2 separate regions of the Sus scrofa genome follow, and region 2 is linked to region 1. A link is a contact called in public promoter capture Hi-C data. All regions are on one chromosome and are shown on one strand. The core of a region is the stretch at or near the end of the contact, and the rest is flanking DNA. Distances in the headings are between cores, read along the strand shown. Region 1 holds the start of UBE3C (ubiquitin-protein ligase E3C). Region 2 holds the start of RBM33 (RNA-binding protein 33).

Region 1 (3,970 bases), core at 1,044-3,543:
TATCCTCAGGGACAGCAAAGACAGAACCTACCAAATGGAAGGCTGCTGCTCTGCAGCTCAGCCACGACAGCCAAGATGCTCCAGGGCCTTTTCTGCAGAAAGAGCTCTTCCTGTGTGCATGAGTTCCGGCACCAGAATTTGTAACAACAACAAAATGGTGTCAAACCACAGGGACCCCAGAGACATTGAGATAATAAATGACAGCACCTCCTTTAGGAGGGGCATAGCCCCAGAGGTACCCCGATTTTACGCAGGGAGACATCTGACCTTCAGCATGCTAAGGTAATAAATTTGGGTTGTTTAAGCCACGAAGTTTGTGGCAAGTGGTTACAGCAATGACAGGAAACCAAGAGAGATGGACAGACATGTTCGGAGTCAATTTAGAAAATTTGAAAACCACCCAGCAGACAGAGGCAACACACCTTAATTATCAACAAAGCTGGTGGTGGAGAAGGAGGCTTGGTGTTCTGGTTAAATGGGATTTTCTGCTCCTCACTCCTGGCCTAGACCTTGAAAGGGTTTATTTGAGGCAAAAGCTGAGACCTCAGAGCCGACTCACGTACTGAGGGCACATACGGGCTATTGCCAATCTTTTAAATCTTTGCTCATCTAAGAGGTTAAAAAAGGGATATTTTATTTATAAAACCTGTAAAATTTCAAAGTGGATAAAATTTAGATATTTTGGTGAAACAAGGATTTCTTGACATATCAGAGTAGTTTATTAACTGGAAAACTGCACTAATCAGTGGCTTTCAAAGGTTTTTTGATCCTGGCTATTGCCACCTATAACACGTGTATACACAGTTTGAGCATGCGTACGTGTCTGTGTGTGTGTATGGCAGGGTTTTTCAAAATGAAATTGAAACCCACTAGTGGGTTGTGAAATGTACTTAGTGGTTTGCAACTAGTATTTTATGGTTTTTCTTTTTGCTTTTTTTAGGGCCAAATCTGCGGCCTATGGAAGTTCCTGGGCTAGTGGTTGAATCTGAGCTGCAGCCGCCGGCCTACGCCACAGCCATAGCAACGCTGGATCCCAGCTGCCTCTTCGACCCACACTGCAGCTCCAAGCAATGCCAGATCATTTAACTCACTAAGTGAGGCCAGGGATCAAACCCGCATCTTTATGGATACTACTTCTTAATCCACTGAGCCACAATGGGAACTCCCACAACCAGTATTTTTTTTTTTTTAAGGCAACTGATTAAAAAATAGCACATCCTGGAGTTCCCGTTGTGCTTCAGCAGTAATGAACCTGAATAGTGTCCATGAGGATGTGGGTGCGATCCCTGGCCTCGCTCAGTTGGTTAAGGATCTAGCGTTGCGGTGTGGTATAGGTCACAGACTCGGCTGGGATCCTGCATGACTATGGCACAGGCCAGCGGCTGCAGCTCCAATTAAACTCCTAGACTGGGAACTCCCATAGGTAGCACATGTCGTTCTAAAAAGCAAACAAACAAACAAAATAAATAACAAATAGTTCATTTGACACAGTAATGAAAAATAAGCTTTTTTTTTTTTTTTTTTTTTTGTCTTTTTAGGGCCTCACCTGCGTCATATGGAGGTTCCCAGGCTAGAGGATGAATCGGCACTGTAGCTGCCAACCTGTGCCACAGCTTACAGCAATGCCTGGACCCTTTAACCCACTGAGCAGGGCCAGGGATTCACCCCGTGTCCTCATGGATACTAGTCGGGTTGGTTACCACTGAGCCACATGGGGGACCTCCGAAAAGTAAGCTTTTGGTTTCAGTTGTGTGTATATGAAATATATGTACATATATATTGATGTATAAGTGTATGCATGTGCTATATATGTATGTGAATTTGATATTTGTGTGCATGTGATTTTATGTGTATGTGTACATGATATACTTTTATGCATGTGTACATATGCATATCTGTATATGTGTGTGTATATGCATGTATGAAGCTCACACATAACTAGGTCGCAATGTTAAATGCATGCACTCTCTACAGGGCATTAAGTAATCACCCTGATCTTTTTCCTCCCGGATGGGTCAAGTTCGGTATCTTATCGGAAGCTACGAGTCCGCTTCCCAGAAAAGGGCACAAACCAGACCGACTTCAGGGTGCACCCGCCGTCGGAGCGCCGCGCGCGCCCCCGCGGTCGCGCCCCCGTCCCCAGGGTACCTGCGCCTCACGAACGCGCCCGGCCCCGCCCCTCCTTCCCACGCTCCGACGCAGGTCGGCGCGGGCGCGCGCACGCGGGAGGTGCGCGGGGAGAAGCGCCGTGGCGTCGGGCGCGCGCACGCCGGCGGGGCGGCGCACGGCAGCGGCGGCGGCGGCCATCTTTCCTCCCGCGGCCGTTCCTGGTGCAAGTGCGGGGTCCGCGGCCCTCCCAGCGCTCGGGCTCGGCCGGAGCAGCGGCCAGGCGTGGATGACGGGGAGGTGGGCGAGGCCGCCCCGCAGCGTCGCTCCTCCCCCCGCCCGAGGTCAGGCCGGGCGGACAGCGCGCCCGGGTGGCTCGGGGTCGCTCCCCGGCGCGGCCTCGTCCCCGCCGCTCCCCTCCCGCCGGGACCCCCCGGGCCCGCCCCGCCCGCCCGGGCTCAGAGGGTCGGGCTCCTCCCAGATGGGATAGGCTGTAAAGATGTTTAGTTTTGAAGGGGATTTCAAAACGAGGCCCAAGGTGTCTCTCGGAGGCGCGAGCAGGAAGGTAAGAGCGGCCTGCGTGCGGCGGCGTCTCGGGGCCTGGGCGGGGCCGGCCGCGCGGACCCCGGGCGGGGCATCTGTCCCCGCGGCAGGGACGGCTCTGGGTCACCTGCCCCGACGGCGTACAGCGGGTCTGGGAGGAAGGCTGCAGGGGACTCGGGCTTTGTGGACCGGAATCGCCCAGAAGGCCAGGGATGCTGCGGGTGGACGGGCTTTTTTCTATTTGGATGGTGAGACGCACAGGACACAGTGTTTCTTTCCAGAGAGGCGCTTTAGATGCTTTATCACCCTTGACACTGCGTAGTGACTGCATTTAGAACGCTCCCTGGGGTATTTCCTGTTGTAGAAAGTAAGCACACTGTATTTGTTCGTGACAGCCGTCTGAAATTGAGGCAGAACTCCTCATTGGCCGCGTGTTTGAATCCGGGGCTACGGAGATGACCCTTTACCAGCCTCCTGGAAACATTTCTGGAGAGTCTCTAGGACTTTTTTTCTGTTACAGTGGCTCGTGTAATTCTCCTTAGGATAGCAGTTTGGAATAACGGTGGACAAAGTAGTCACTCTGCTGTCCTCTCTACTGACTGGCGTCTGTCGATCCGGTGGAATTGCTAGTAACTCCCTCAGCCTCGATATTGCTTCATCTGCTTGTTTTCCACCCCTTCTCCACTGGCTCCCTTTCCTGCCCGTTTTAGTTTTATCAGACTAACAGTCACACATGGTTCCCTGTGCTTAGCGATTGAAGAGTTTTAAGCGAGTACAGGGGGCTGGTTGTTGAGTACATCCTTTTCTAAAAAATGTCCTTTAAATGCTTTACGTGGCCTTTCTTCTGTATTCGTATGTTCTGGGTGGTACACTTCATGACGGGGGGACCCTAAGAGGATGCTCAAGTCCATGTTAGACTATGTTTTAAATTGTGTGTGATGGTTTCTGAGGGTAGGGGAGTTGGGAGAAAAGTGTGCTGACCGTTTTCAAGCGTTGGGTTTTTGCCTGGTGGTGATGGGTGGGAGGTGGTTGGCTGCAGAACAAGGTAACTTGCCTAGGTATTCGTGGAAACTCCGGAGGAGATCCAAGGATTTCTGACCTCGGAAGAGGCCTTGGAGAACCTCTGGGCCAGATCTAGTTTATAGGTGAGAGCACTTGAGCAATTGCACAGACACACAGCAAGCTAGCGGCAAGTCACCTCCTCAGAATCCCTGTCACCTCCCTATGTAGGACCTTGTGACGCGTTCTGGGACTGCCCCTGCAAGTCCTAGGGCGTTGGTCCTGTTTTCTCACCCTGGTAACACCTCTCTACTTGGAGCAA
Region 2 (4,567 bases), core at 1,303-3,802, 1.0 Mb before region 1:
AAAAGGAATCATCTTTTTAATGTCTCTTTTCCATTCTCTATATTCTCTACATTTTGGAACTCCAATTTGTCATGAATCTGATATTCTCGTTCCACTCTCCCAAATTCCTTCCTTCCTCCTTTCTTTTTGATTGCAACCACAATATATAGAAGTTCCCGAGGCAGGGATCAAATCCAAGCCATAGCTTCAACCTACAGTTGTGCCACAGCTGCAGCAACACCAGATCCTTAACCCACTGTGCCATGGCAGGAACTCCAACAATGACATTTTAAAACAATTTTCTCTTTGCTCCTTTGTTTTGAAGCAATAAAAACTTACCAAGTTCAACAGACAGTAAAATAAAACACTTTTATTCTGAACCACTTGAGAATAAGTTCATGACTTATGCCCTGTCACCCCAAGTACTTGTGTAAAAGGAAAGAACCAATCTGACTCCACATTGGATTTTTTTTTTTTTTTACTTTAACCTTTGTACTCTATTGAGTTTACTGTACGTTAATCACTAAAAGAATGTTGCCTATAACTTGAAATATGCAGGACAGCCCATTCTCAAGGATCTGATCTTTAAAGGTCTAACACTTCTCCATCCATGTAGCAGAAAAAAAAGCTGCAGAATAGAGAGTAGCGTTTGTCTTGGTGGAGATTTATAGGAAGACTGTGACCAGACCCAGGGGACAGCTTCAAGAACAAAGGATTCTGGTACCAAGAAGTTTGCAACAAGCAACCACAACCGTTCCTCTTTTAGTATAAAAGAAGGCGGTTCTTTGTGACGTGATCTTCTTGGTCTGCTGGCTTGGTGAATACAACGACTTGTCTCTCCGTTTATTGGCCTGGCATGGGAAAGTGGTATGAGAGTGGTAACAGTTTAGTCTGCACTCTCTACAAAGACATACCACTTACAATCATCAAAATAAGGAAGTTAATTTTGCTGTATTACTCCCATCTTATCTTCAGACTCTGGATTTTTGCAAGTTGTTTCAATAACATTCATTACAGTGAAAGGATCCAGTTCAGAATCATGTATTGGATTCAGTGGTCATGTCTTTTTTTTTTTTTTTTTTGTCTTTTTAGGGCTGCACCCACAGCATAGGGAGGTTCCCAGGCTAGGGGTCTAATTGGAGCTGTAGCTGCTAGCCTACGCCAGAGCCACAGCAACGCCAGATCCGAGCTGCATCTGCGACCTACACCACAGCTCATGGCAACACCAGATCCTTAATCCGGCCAGGGATCGAACCCAAAACCTCATGGTTCCTAGTCAGTTTCCTTTTCGATGTCCCACGACAGGAACTCCGGTCATGCCTTTTCTTCTTCAGTCTGAAACACGTCCTCTGGTTTGGCTTTCATAATTTTGACACTCGAAGATTAAAGGCCAACTGTTTTGTGGTATGTCCCCCATTTTTTTGGTCCTTACTTTTTCGAGATTAGACTCAGTGAGGTATCTGTGACAGGATTTTATCACAGAAGCGATGCTGTTTCTTCTTACTGCATCCTTTCCGGTGGCACACAATTCAGATTTACCCCATTCCTGAAAATTTTTACTTCCTTCAGTTAAGGTGTTTCAGAGGCTTTTCCACCTGAAATTATTCTTTTCCACTAACAGTGCAGCGCTCCCCTGTGCCACTTGCAATTCTGGAATCCTAAGAAGTCCTTTGACACCTCCGAGCCAAGGTCTTTGCTCAGCCTTCTCTTTCCACCCTTTCCTTTCCCCATAAGCCCTACATTCATTGTTACTGAAGCAACCTTTGCAGCTTGCGTGTTCTTAAAGGCCTCATTACATCCGCACCGGTCTTCCCCGTCCCCAACTGCCAACAAGTCAGAAGTCGCCTTCGGATGCCTGATCCCAAGCATCCCTCAGCCTTCTACAACTCTTATCTCCCAGGACCCTTCCCTTAAGGTCACTTGTTAGCATCCCGCTGTGGACAAGTCTTGCGGCTCAAACGCTACCTCTCGCGCACATGTCGCTACGGCGGCCGTTCCGGCCGCACCCGCTCAGCGCACCTGCCTCCGCCGCAGACCCCCCAGTGCGCATGCCCGGCACCACCCCCACGGCGTGCTCGTCCCCGCTGTCAGCCCGCAGCGCAGTTTACTCCGCCCCCCGCCGCGCGCCGCACAGTCCAGACACAGAAAGCAAGCTCCGGCCCCATTACCGGGCGCGGGATCTCCTCCCTCACTCTTCCAACGGGACCTCCGCCGGCCGTAAAGCTCGGCGCCAACTGCTGCAAAGCGACTCACGACAGAGCCCGGGGCCGAACTACGGCGGGCCGCCGCCCCCGCCCCCTTCAAACATTGGGGTTTCTGGAGCGGAACGAGGCGGCCGCTGGTGTGTTTGCCTTCCGCCCTCGGCCTGCGTCCCTCGGAGGCGGCTCGGAGCCGCCGCGGCCTGCAGGGGAGGCCCCGCGCCGGTGCCTCCCGGCCGCCATCATCCCGGCGTGCACCTCGGCGGCGGGCCGAGCCGGCGGCCATGTTGCGATAGTTTGTTGTTTTCTTCCTGCGGAGGAGCAGGCCGGAGGGGCCCGCGACCCGCCGGCCGCGCCGCCCCCCGCGCCCCCGGCCCGGCCCGCCGCCCCGGCCCGCCGCCCCCCGTCCTCCCTGCGCGTCCCCGGGCCCCGGCTGGCTTGGTGGGGCGAGGCTGAAGGCCGGGCCCAGTGCACACCATGGCGACCGCCCTGGGAGCGGGCGGAGGAGCCGGCGCCGGAGGTAAGGGAGGCGGCGCCGCGCGGGAGGCGGCTGTGGCGGTGGGGGTTCCGGGGGCCGCTCCTGGCCGTCGGGGGTCTGGTCCCCTGAGAGGCGGGCGGGGGTCGGGCCTCGGCGTGCCCGCCGCCCTGGCGTCGCCAAGCGCCAGGCCCACCGGAGGCGGGGCGCCGGCCTGGGTGGGGGGCAGCTGTGGCCCCGGGAGGGTGGTCCCGACGGTTCCGGGAGGTTTCCAGGCCGGTGCCGCAACCGGGCCAGACCGAGGACGGGTTCTGAGAGAGCGGTCTCCGCGAGCTGCTCTCGTGCTCTGGGAGCTCCTCAGTCGTGGGGTACGAGCCCACTAGTGCTGGGTTATCAGCACCTTGCAGACGTGGGAACCGGACCGAAGAGGTTTAGATACCGGTGCAGTGCCTTTGGGTGTTTCCTTCGTTGTCCAAGCGTAGATGAGTTCGAGAGGGTACTTAGTGAAAACACATTTCAGGTAAAATCACTTTTTGGTTGGAACCCCATTTTGTGGATGGAGGGCTTTTTTTTTTTTTTTTTTTTTTAATAATGGGAAAAAAAACCCACTTGAAAGTGACTTGTATGACTGTTCGAAAACTTTGATGAAGGAGCCCCTTAGATGATGAAAGTATGAACCGCGACAGCATTTGAGGTTGTTTTCGTTATTGAGACGTGTAACCATCCTTTTGTGTATTTTTTTTTTTTTTTTAGTGATGCTTGCTTATGAGCACGTTGCCATAGTCCTGCCTAGGACTTTGAGACGCTGCTTTGGCAAAATGAGACCAAACGCAGCAATGTCGCTCCTGGCAGTACGATTTGGTGTAGACTTTTTATTTATTTATTTATTTTTTGGTCAGATGACTTTTGCGTGTTAGAGCTGAAGCTTTCCAGTTAAAGTTTGAAAAGATGTGTTCTTTTCTTAGTTGGTTGCTTTCTGGCGGTCAAAGTCGTGGTTTTGTATCCTTGTCACAGTATAGTCTGGAAACTCCTGGGTCAGGACTGGTTTCATTAATGCTAAGGTTATTTGCATGTTTCACCCCTCTGAGCATCGAGGAGTTTTCCCGAGGCTGTGTGACACGTGAACGCTTTGTCGTGTAGACGGGTGAGGGAATGTGTTCTTATGTTTTCATGTTTCTCATTTTTACTTTCGAAGGAAGCAAATGTCAGTGAATGCAGTCCACAGAAACAGAAGCTTTTTGGCGGCCTCAGTAAATCTGAGTCCAGAAAGTTTGGGAATTGCTATTTTAGGGGGTTAGGTAGGCTTGATCCTTTGTGATTTTTCCCTAGTGCCTGGTTTCCCATCGCTCTTAGTCTAAAGGCAGACTCGAGGCACCGAGGCGCGTGAGTTCTGCAGGCTCGGCCCCCCGCCTCCCCAGGCTGTTGGTCAGCCTGCCCTCCCTCTGGTCTCCTTCAAGCTCCTTGCCAGGCCGATCTTCTGTCCCACGTGTGTCTATCTCTTCCTTTCGTGCCTCCCTCTCCTTGGTTCGGTGGCACCCTAGTTTCTTCAGAACATTTATGGCAGTTTGTAATTTTATTTGGTTATTTCCTTTTTTAAAACGTCTCTTCTTAACAAGACTATGTTAAGTAGTCTGTAAGCCCCTTGAGGACAGGAATGCTGCATGTTTTACCTTCCTTGTATTCCAAGTTCCTGGCATGTTCAACAAATATTTGAGGAGTGAATGAAAGTGAAAACTTTTCTCTCTGAATCCCTTTGCACCCTGTTGGCAAACGTAAGTTGCACATTTACAGCTGTGTGGCCTTTTACGGTTTAAGGTGGAATCACGTATTCCTTAGTTGGCTTTGTTCACGTAGGATTAGGTCTTGGCATGGAGTTCCTGTTGTGGTGCAGCGGAAATGAATCTGACTAACATCC

What was found. Promoter capture Hi-C pulls out the DNA fragments that hold promoters and counts their contacts.
Region 2: a promoter capture Hi-C map of liver shows a contact between it and region 1, with 4 times the contacts expected there. The contact joins the promoter of RBM33 here to the promoter of UBE3C in region 1. A contact is called at or near these places in 2 of 5 promoter capture datasets (fetal liver and liver), 1 of 47 Hi-C or Micro-C datasets (skeletal muscle) and 1 of 2 datasets of contacts at active chromatin or transcription factors (alveolar macrophages).

What each region holds. Positions count from the first base shown.
Region 1 is chr18:1,652,597-1,656,566 of Sscrofa11.1, reverse strand. UBE3C (ubiquitin-protein ligase E3C) reads left to right here and starts at 2,293. Exons shown (of 22, transcript XM_021079034.1): 1 at 2,293-2,671. The coding sequence starts at 2,606.
Region 2 is chr18:2,674,189-2,678,755 of Sscrofa11.1, reverse strand. RBM33 (RNA-binding protein 33) reads left to right here and starts at 2,552. Exons shown (of 20, transcript XM_021079037.1): 1 at 2,552-2,697. The coding sequence starts at 2,655.